2 separate regions of the Muntiacus reevesi genome follow, and region 2 is linked to region 1. The links are chromatin contacts, called in public Hi-C maps. All regions are on one chromosome and are shown on one strand. Each heading gives the region's core, a stretch centred on a gene start, on an enhancer-like site or on the middle of the called end of the contact. The rest is flanking DNA. Distances are from core to core; before and after follow the strand shown.

The links. A called contact is a pair of places that touch in the nucleus more often than the background predicts.
Region 2: a Hi-C map of muscle shows a contact between it and region 1, with 2.4 times the contacts expected there. The contact joins the promoter of UBE2Q1 here to the promoter of PMVK in region 1. A contact is called at or near these places in 2 of 3 Hi-C or Micro-C datasets (blood and muscle).

The regions. Positions count from the first base shown.
Region 1 is chr1:78,471,172-78,475,194 of mMunRee1.1, reverse strand. PMVK (phosphomevalonate kinase) reads right to left here and starts at 2,018. Exons shown (of 5, transcript XM_065903282.1): 1 at 1,767-2,018. The coding sequence starts at 1,861.
Region 2 is chr1:78,827,104-78,831,126 of mMunRee1.1, reverse strand. It overlaps UBE2Q1 (ubiquitin conjugating enzyme E2 Q1), which reads right to left and starts at 2,203. Exons shown (of 13, transcript XM_065903341.1): 1 at 1,758-2,203. The coding sequence starts at 2,084.

The DNA.
Region 1 (4,023 bases), core at 769-3,268:
GTAAAATGCGTCCTAGGTGGCACAGTGGGAAAGAATCCGCCTGTCAACACAGGAGACGAGGGTTCCATCCCTGGTTCAGGAAGATCACCTAGAATACAAAATGGCAACCCACTCCAGTATTCTTGCCTGGAAAATTCCATGGACAGAGGAGCCTGTCAGGCTATAACTCAAGAGTGCTGGAGAGTCGGACATGCCTGAGCGCACACGCACACACACATTGGTAAAATAAAAATAAAAGCCAACATTTAGTCCCAGGGCTGTGCAGGCGTGTTCAGTTGCTAAGTCATGTCTGACTCTTTGCGACCCCAAGTACTGTAGGCCAACAGGCTCCTCTGTCTTTGGGATTTTTCAGGCAAGAATACTGGAGTGGGTTGCCATTTTCTACTCCAGGGATCTTCCAGACCCAGGGATCAAAGCCCAGCGTGTCCTGTGTCTCCTGAATTGGCAGGCAGATTCTTTATCACTGAGCCACCTGGGAAGCCATGCCTGTAACTAGGTGCTAAGAGTTGTTCTAGGCCCTTCGTGTACATCATCTCATTTAATCCTTACACTCACCCTATAATCTCCAACTCACGGATGACAAAACTGAGGAACAGAATGCATAAGAAATTTGGACAAGATCATACTCGAATAAAGTGGTGAGTCAGGATTTGAATCCCAGCAGTCAAATTCCCGAGTCTGTGCTTCTGACCACAAATTAATTGATGTGCTGGGTGGAGAAATGTAACTTGGGAAAAGGTGGCAGATACTTAGTGGTGAAAGATTCAAGTGGCAAACTCTGCCTTGGATTTTCTACAACCTCTTAGACTCCCCATGGTGACCAAAAGCAGCCTCCTACCACCCTCAACAGACTGGCCTTCAACAGGAGAGAAGCCCCACTCCACCTTCTCTGACTTCTGTGCTCTCCTAGCCCAGAAAAAATGGTCCCACACAGAACATCTTCCTTTGGGAGAAAACCTGCTGAAATTCCCTGGTGGCCCAGGGGTTAAGACTTCATGCTTTCACTGCTAAGGGCCGGGATTCGATCCCTGACTGGGGATCTAGGTCTCACAAGCATGCAGGCAGAGGCAAAAAAAAAAAAAAACACTTGAACAAAAATGTATTAAAGAAGCAAATGGGGAAAGCAAAACGAACCCATTCCTTAGAGCTAGACAAAAGCTGAATTTGAGTCCTGTATCTACCAACTACTTTATGTTCCTGGAAGGTTTGGGTGTTGTTTGTCTTTTGAACTTTTCAGAGTCTCCTTTTCTGCATGTGCAAAATGAAGATACTGACTAAAATTACCACACAGTACCTAACAACGGTATCTGGCATACAATAAAGGCTCAATAAATCCCATAAACGAGGTGGAGTGCTAGGTAAGGAGTGTCTGTGGAGTCAGATACAACTGGGGTGTAGTCTGAGGCAAATCCTTTATTTGTGACTCAGTTTCTTCTTCTGTACATTACCTCGCAATACTGTCAGGAGGATTAGGAATGGTGTATAAAAAGCGCTTTGGTAGCAACTGTTGACTAATACTCCTCGAAAGATCTAGAGCTTACCACCTCTCTTTGGAGAGGAGGCCGCCTGGTTCTTTGAGGTGGGCGTGTGTATACTGCTGTTTTTCCTGACGGCGACAATCCTCCACTTCTGGCCACCCAGTGCTCCTTCTGCCCTACAACCTGAGGACCCCAACTCCAAAGCTCACTCCATCACACCCCAACACACCGCTCGTGTCACGTGATTCGGGGTCTCGCGGTCCTCCTCCTTCCCCACCCCACGGACACCTGCTCTGAAGCGCCTCGGTCACGAAGTCCTTCCCGGATTTCCTCTTCCCGCTGAACAGCAGCACCAGCCCCGGTACGCCTCCGAGCGGGGCCATGGGGGTCACCACGCTCTGCGATCCCTAAAGCTAACTTTTCCCTACTCCTTAAATCCGACCACCGGCACAGAATGGACGCGGCCACTCGGTGGAGTGGCAACAAGGAGGGGTTCCGCCCCTCCCCGTCTTCTTCATGGCCGTGGAGAGGACAGACAGCCCGTACATGTGCTTCCGTGGCTTTAAATTAAAGCCTGCGCAAGTGGAATATGGAGAGAAAGAATGTTAATTCCTAGGGCAGCCTTCTCCCTTAAAGAAGCTCCCCAGCAGAACTCATTTGGAACAGTCCAACCCGCCCACCACCTGACGTCACGGCCCCGCCTTCTTAGCTGACACGCGTGACACGTGTGGAGGCGGGAGTTGGACGCAACTATTCTCTTCCGAGGGTGGTGACGTCTTAAAATTTCCTAAGTGAACCTCACATTGCCTTCCACACAATCCTACCAACACACCCAAAAAAGAATAAACTTTTCATATTGTGAAAGCTTTCAGAACTACCTGTTTATCTGTGCATTTTAATGCATGTGCTAAAGCAAATCCGTATATGCCCCCCACAGTGAAAAATAGGTGTTTCTGGATGTGAAATAAGGCGAGGTCGCGAGCGGCGTGTTTTGTGACGTCTGCTGGGGGGAGGAACTTAGTCAAACATGCTTTATTTTATTGTTAAATGGGTTTTACAGTCAGCGAGGCTACTGCAGTTTGACCCTTTAAGCCAGGAAAGAAAACTCACGTCGGTTTTCTAGCCGCGACTTCCTCTCCAAAAGTTTTCTGAAGCCAGAGAGCCTGGAATAAAGTAAGTTTAAAAGGTTTTTTGAAGCCACTCCTGGACTAGATAGATTATCTAGTTTCATCTGGAGTCCAGCTCTCAACCAGGAGTTCAAGGGGCAAAATAAGGGGCAGTGATCTGTCTCTACCCTGAATTCTCAGCTCTGACTCTGCCCACAGCAGCTGCCAGCCAGCCCCAGTTAAGGAAGTGGAGTTGTCTTTAGCTATGGCTCGCTGCCCTGTATCTCTCTGAATTTGTCAAAACAGCCTGCAACCCATTACTGCTTCTGTTTTACATGCTATCATGTAAAGAGAAGTGAGGTGTGAAGATCTCCTTTGGGAGAAACTGTTAATTCTCTGAACATGGAAAAGATGGCACAGAAGCAGCTAAGGAAAATAAAATGATCAGTGGTAAGATACAAAAAGAATGGACTTTGGGAAGATTTTTTTTTTTTTTTTTTTCTTGTAAGAAACCCTGAAAGCACTGCACATTTGCATGCACTTCGAAGGAAGCCTACAGTGGAACTGTAATCCCAGCTTTGGCGTCCTAGCACTTGGTAGGAATGTGACCTTCAGCAAGTCACTGTGAGTTCCCATCTCACAGGGTTGTGTTAAGAAGGAAATGAGGAAGATATATGATAAAATACAATAAAAATGCTTCATTTATTATTAAGTGCCAGATGCGAAGAGCCGACTCATTGGAAAAGACCTTGATGCTGGGAAAGACTGAAGTCAGGAGGAGATGAGGACAACAGAGGATTAGATGGTTGGATGGCATCACCAACTCAATGACGTAAGTTTGAGCAAGCTCCAGGAGATGGTGAAGGACAGGGAAGCCTGCTATGCTACAGTCCATGGGGTTGAAAAGAGTTGGACACAACTGAGCAACTGAACAACCTAAATATGGAATCGCTGGACTTCCCTGGTGGCTCAGTGCATAAGAATCTGCCTGCCAATTCTGGGGACATAGGTTCAATCCCTGGTCCAGGAAGATTCCACATGCCACACAGCAACAGCTTGTGCCCACAAGCCACAACTACTGAGCTTGTGTGCCACAACCATTAAAAGCCCTAGAGCCTGCACTCTGCAACTACTGAGGCAGAGCGCTACAACTACAGAAGCCCTCACACCTAGAGCCTGTGCTCTGCAACAAGAGAAACCACCACAATGAGAAGCCTGTGCGTGGCAACAGAGTAGCCCACGCTGCTTGCTGCAACTAGTGAAGGCCCTGGCACAGCAATGACCCAGAGCAGCCAAAGATAAATAAGTAAACAAGAAAGAATTCAAATATGGAGTTGTTATTTATTCTGAGCCATGTGTGATTTCAGAGTTCATTTTTCTTTTTGAAATTTCCTTATTTGGCTGCACTGGGCCTGTATTATGACATGTGGGATGTAGTT
Region 2 (4,023 bases), core at 954-3,453, 360 kb before region 1:
TGTCTCTAAAACCTGAAAGTAAAAGGGTGGCAGGAAGAATCTTCCCACTCCACTCCTAACAGAACCCCTCAAAGGCCACTTCTCCCCACCTCTCCTTTGGGAACCTGCCACCCTCTCAGTCCAGGCGTAGGCTGTAGGGCTCCACATGGCAAGCTGGGAGAAAGAAGCCTACGCTGCTAACATTCCCAGCATTCTTGAGCCGTGGTGCCAAATGCAGCCTGACCAGACTCCCCCTCTGCCCAAATCAAGGGGGCCAGTTCACACCAAGTCTTCTTTATAGTGATCACAGGGAGTCTCAGAATCTTCTAAACTAACCTCTTTCCAGGGACAACGACAGTAGATGGCCTCTGGCAACTGGGAAGGCAAGTAGAAGGGGGCAAACCTACCCTTAAGGAATTGAAAGCATAATTCAGGTAAAGAATCAATCCCAGAAGTTTCCACATACACCAAGGGAACCTCCTAAAAAGGTCTTAAACTCTGCCACTGCTCTAATCCTCAATCCTGGAGGAAAACAAATTATCAAAGATGCTCAAGTCGTCAGCTCACAGAGCCACACCTAGTCCTTCAATCTTGAGACTTTTTAGTATGAAAAAAAAGTGAGAGAGGAAAATGGAACACGTGAGTTTTGGTGGGGCACCATCCAACCCAAGCTGAGGCTTGCCTCACCAAACCTTGACCTGGTTTGATACAAGGGATAGTAAACAAGAACCATGTGAATTGAATTCAGGCCCCCAAGTGCCACACAATTCACAAGTCTGTCTTTCTCCAGACTACTCCCACTTGCAGTGTGCCTGCCTGGATAAAGTACTGTCCCCTGGCTCGGTACCCGGTGCTCCCAGCAGGGTCAACACTACCACACTAGGTGGTATCAATTATTTTAAGTGCCATACCACACAGTATCAGGTATTCCCAGATTACCAGACGCCAACCCTATTCACAGAATGTTTGAGGATAGCCTAGGTAGAAGACCTGTAAGGTGCTTCCCAGCCCTGCACACCTAGGATGGAATGATGCTCACTGGGAGAAAAGGAACTGTTACCACTCAGAACAAATGAGATTGCCCTTGCACATCACCATCATTATCAGGAAAGGTAACAACCCAGGGCAACTGGAGATATCCATAGGGAACAGGATGGGAGTGGCAGCTACCAGCTGGGGCAAAAGGAGGAGAGTTAGAGGTTACACCAGAATAAAAGGCAATCCAAAGGAGAGGAAGCAAAGGAGTCGGTGAATCGCAAACTATCACCGGTAAAATTCAGAGAGGAAGAAGGGCTGAATGACACACCTGGGAGGGATCTCACAGGTGGCAACGTCCTAAATGAAAGGTACTGCTGAGAAGGGGGAAATCTCTGAAATCTACAGAATTCCAAGCCAGGTCCTTCCAGCTGAAGTCAATGAAGAGGCTTGGAACCTTGCGGGGTGAGGGGGCCGCGGGGAAGAGGGCCATTCCCAGGTGTCAAGAAAAGTCGTGAAGTAACCAAAATGAGCCAAAATGATGAACCTTGCGATGTGGGTGGGTAATAGAAAGGGGCAGTCGAGGCGCCATATGTCAGGGTGTCCCTGACTATGGAAGGGCAGAGATTCTGGGTGCATGGCAGAATCTCAAGCGTCAGAAACAAGTGCAACCTGAAGAAAAAGAGCCGAACCCCGAGAGGGGATTCGGCCTCCCAGGTCTTTCGAGACCAAAAAGCTGTGTGGGGTGATTCCGAGTCCCAGACAAGAGGACTCCAGAGACACGCACGCGAGGGGGTCCTCACCGTGATGTTGCAGTGGATGCGGACGGGATCCCCAGGCACCGACCCCCGTGAGGGGAGATGCTGTCCGGGCGCGGCCCCCGCCCCGGCCCCTCCGGCCCCAGCCAGCAGGAACTCGCAGCTCAGCTCGTCCAGGCAGGCGCTGGCAATGCGGAAGCGCTCGTGGCCGCGGTGGAAGATGGACTCGAGCAGCTTCAGCTCCCGCCTCAGGCAGGGCCCCGGCCCCGGGCCCCCCCCCGGGCCGCCCCCGGCCCCCGGCGCCGCCCCCTGGCCCCCCAGCTGCTGCCCCGGCCCCGGCTGCTGCTGCCCCTGCGGCTGCGGCTGCTGCATCCTCCGCTCCGCTCCGCTCCGGGGCCGGCGGGCCGGGAGCCTCCGGCCTCCGCTCCGGGCTCCGCCGCCGCCGCCGCCGCCGCCGCGGTCCGCACTTCCTGATCCCCCCTTCGCCAAGATGGCGCCGCCGCCACCTCCGGGACAGGGCCCCCCCCTCCGCTCGCCGGCCCCCCCCACCGCCGGAAGCCGCGCGCCCCTCCTCCTCCTCCTCTTCGGCGGCCCCGCCTCCGTCCCCGTCACGTGATCTCACTGCTCCGACCTCCTTCACGTGACACCTCTCTCCTTCCCGCCCCCTTGTTCTGTACAACCACCCTCCACATGTGACCCGGGGCTTCGGGCTCGCCGCCTTCAGCGTCTCAGTACGTGTTTACGTACGGCGTGCGTGCGTGCTAGAGCCCTCACCGGCGAGCCTCTCTCACGTGACCCGGCGCCGCGTGCTCCCAGGGGCTACCTGCGCGGGACTGTGTTTCCTGCTCTGGGCCCTTCTTCCCCCACCCGGAGCCGTGGTGAACATGTAGGGCTCTCAGTGAGCAGAGAAGAAAGAGGGAGGGCTGCGGTCGCCTCTGTATCATCTCTATCCTGCACCCACACGCCTGTCCTTGGCGCACGGTCCCCGAGGCTCTGTTCCCTTGGGGCCACCCTGAAATGTGGAGGGGCGTGTGATTGGGGAAGGAGCCGGGGACCCGGTTACAGGAGGCTTGGGTTGTCATCCCGGATGTTTTGTGACCTTGGGTTAACCACCTTCCCTGAGTTTTCTCATCTGTGCAGTGATTTTGATGAGGATGCTAATGCTTGCTTTGCCTGCTCCCGAGGGGTGGATGCGAGGAGGTCGCAGAGTGATCGCTGGTCAATGCTGCACGACGGGTAGTCGATAGCTGACTCTTCGCGCTTATCAGTCCCTTTGGGTCTGAACGTGGGTCGGGGAGGGACAACACAAGCTTCCTCTGCAGGGTCATGGAAGGAGGACGTCACTAGTCTAAACCTTTAACCCGGCAATAAAATGAAAGGAGACCACAATCCCAGTCCAAAGTCTGTTGGACTTGTCGCAGTGGTCCTGGCATAGCCGGTGTAGGCGGCAGTGCTTCCAGGGCCTCGCTAGGTGGCACTATCACAAAGGACAAAGCTGGCTGAGATTCCAGAGACCCGTAGTTGGCGTTCCTCTTCCAAGGGCAGGTGTTAGCCCAGGTAGGGCCTGATGGGTTCTACTGAGCCAACTCGGCACTTGAGCAGCTGGCCGGATTGCTACCTTCTCCTTTCACTTGGACTAAAATGAGTTAGTCGTTGTGGGAACTTAACTGTGCACCTTGATGCTTTGTTCTGGGCTACTCATTTATGTTGTCAGTGGAGGTTGGTAAAGGCCTTCATTGGCTAAATTGGGTTCCGGGTATTCAAAGATGATTTATCTCCTTTTGGGAGATTGGACAGTTAGCTACATGTCACTTTTATGAATGTGCAAATTGGCAGCATAAAAGGCTGTGCTAAGAATTCCTGTTAATTGAAGTATATTCAGTATCTCGTGTTAACCTGTAATAGAAAATGATGGGGGAAAAAAATTGGGTTGGCCAAAATGTTCGCTGGAGTTTTTCTGTAACATTGTATGGAGAAACCTGAACGAACTTTTTGGCCAGCCCAATATATACATGTTCAGTCGCCCAGTTGTGTCTGACTCGTAGTGACCCATGGACTGCAGCAAGCCAGGCCTCCCTGTCCCTCACCATCTCCTGGAGTTTGCCCAGGAGTTTGCCCAAGTTCATGTCCATTGCATGGGTCATGGCATCCAGCCATCTTATTCTCTGACACCCTCTCTTATGCCCTCAAACCAATTCCTCAGGGAGTGGCAAACCACCTGAGTATACTTGCGGTGAGGACCTCATGAACAGTATAAAAGGTCAAAAAGATAACACCAAAAGACGAGTGTAACTGAGTCATTTTGTTGTAC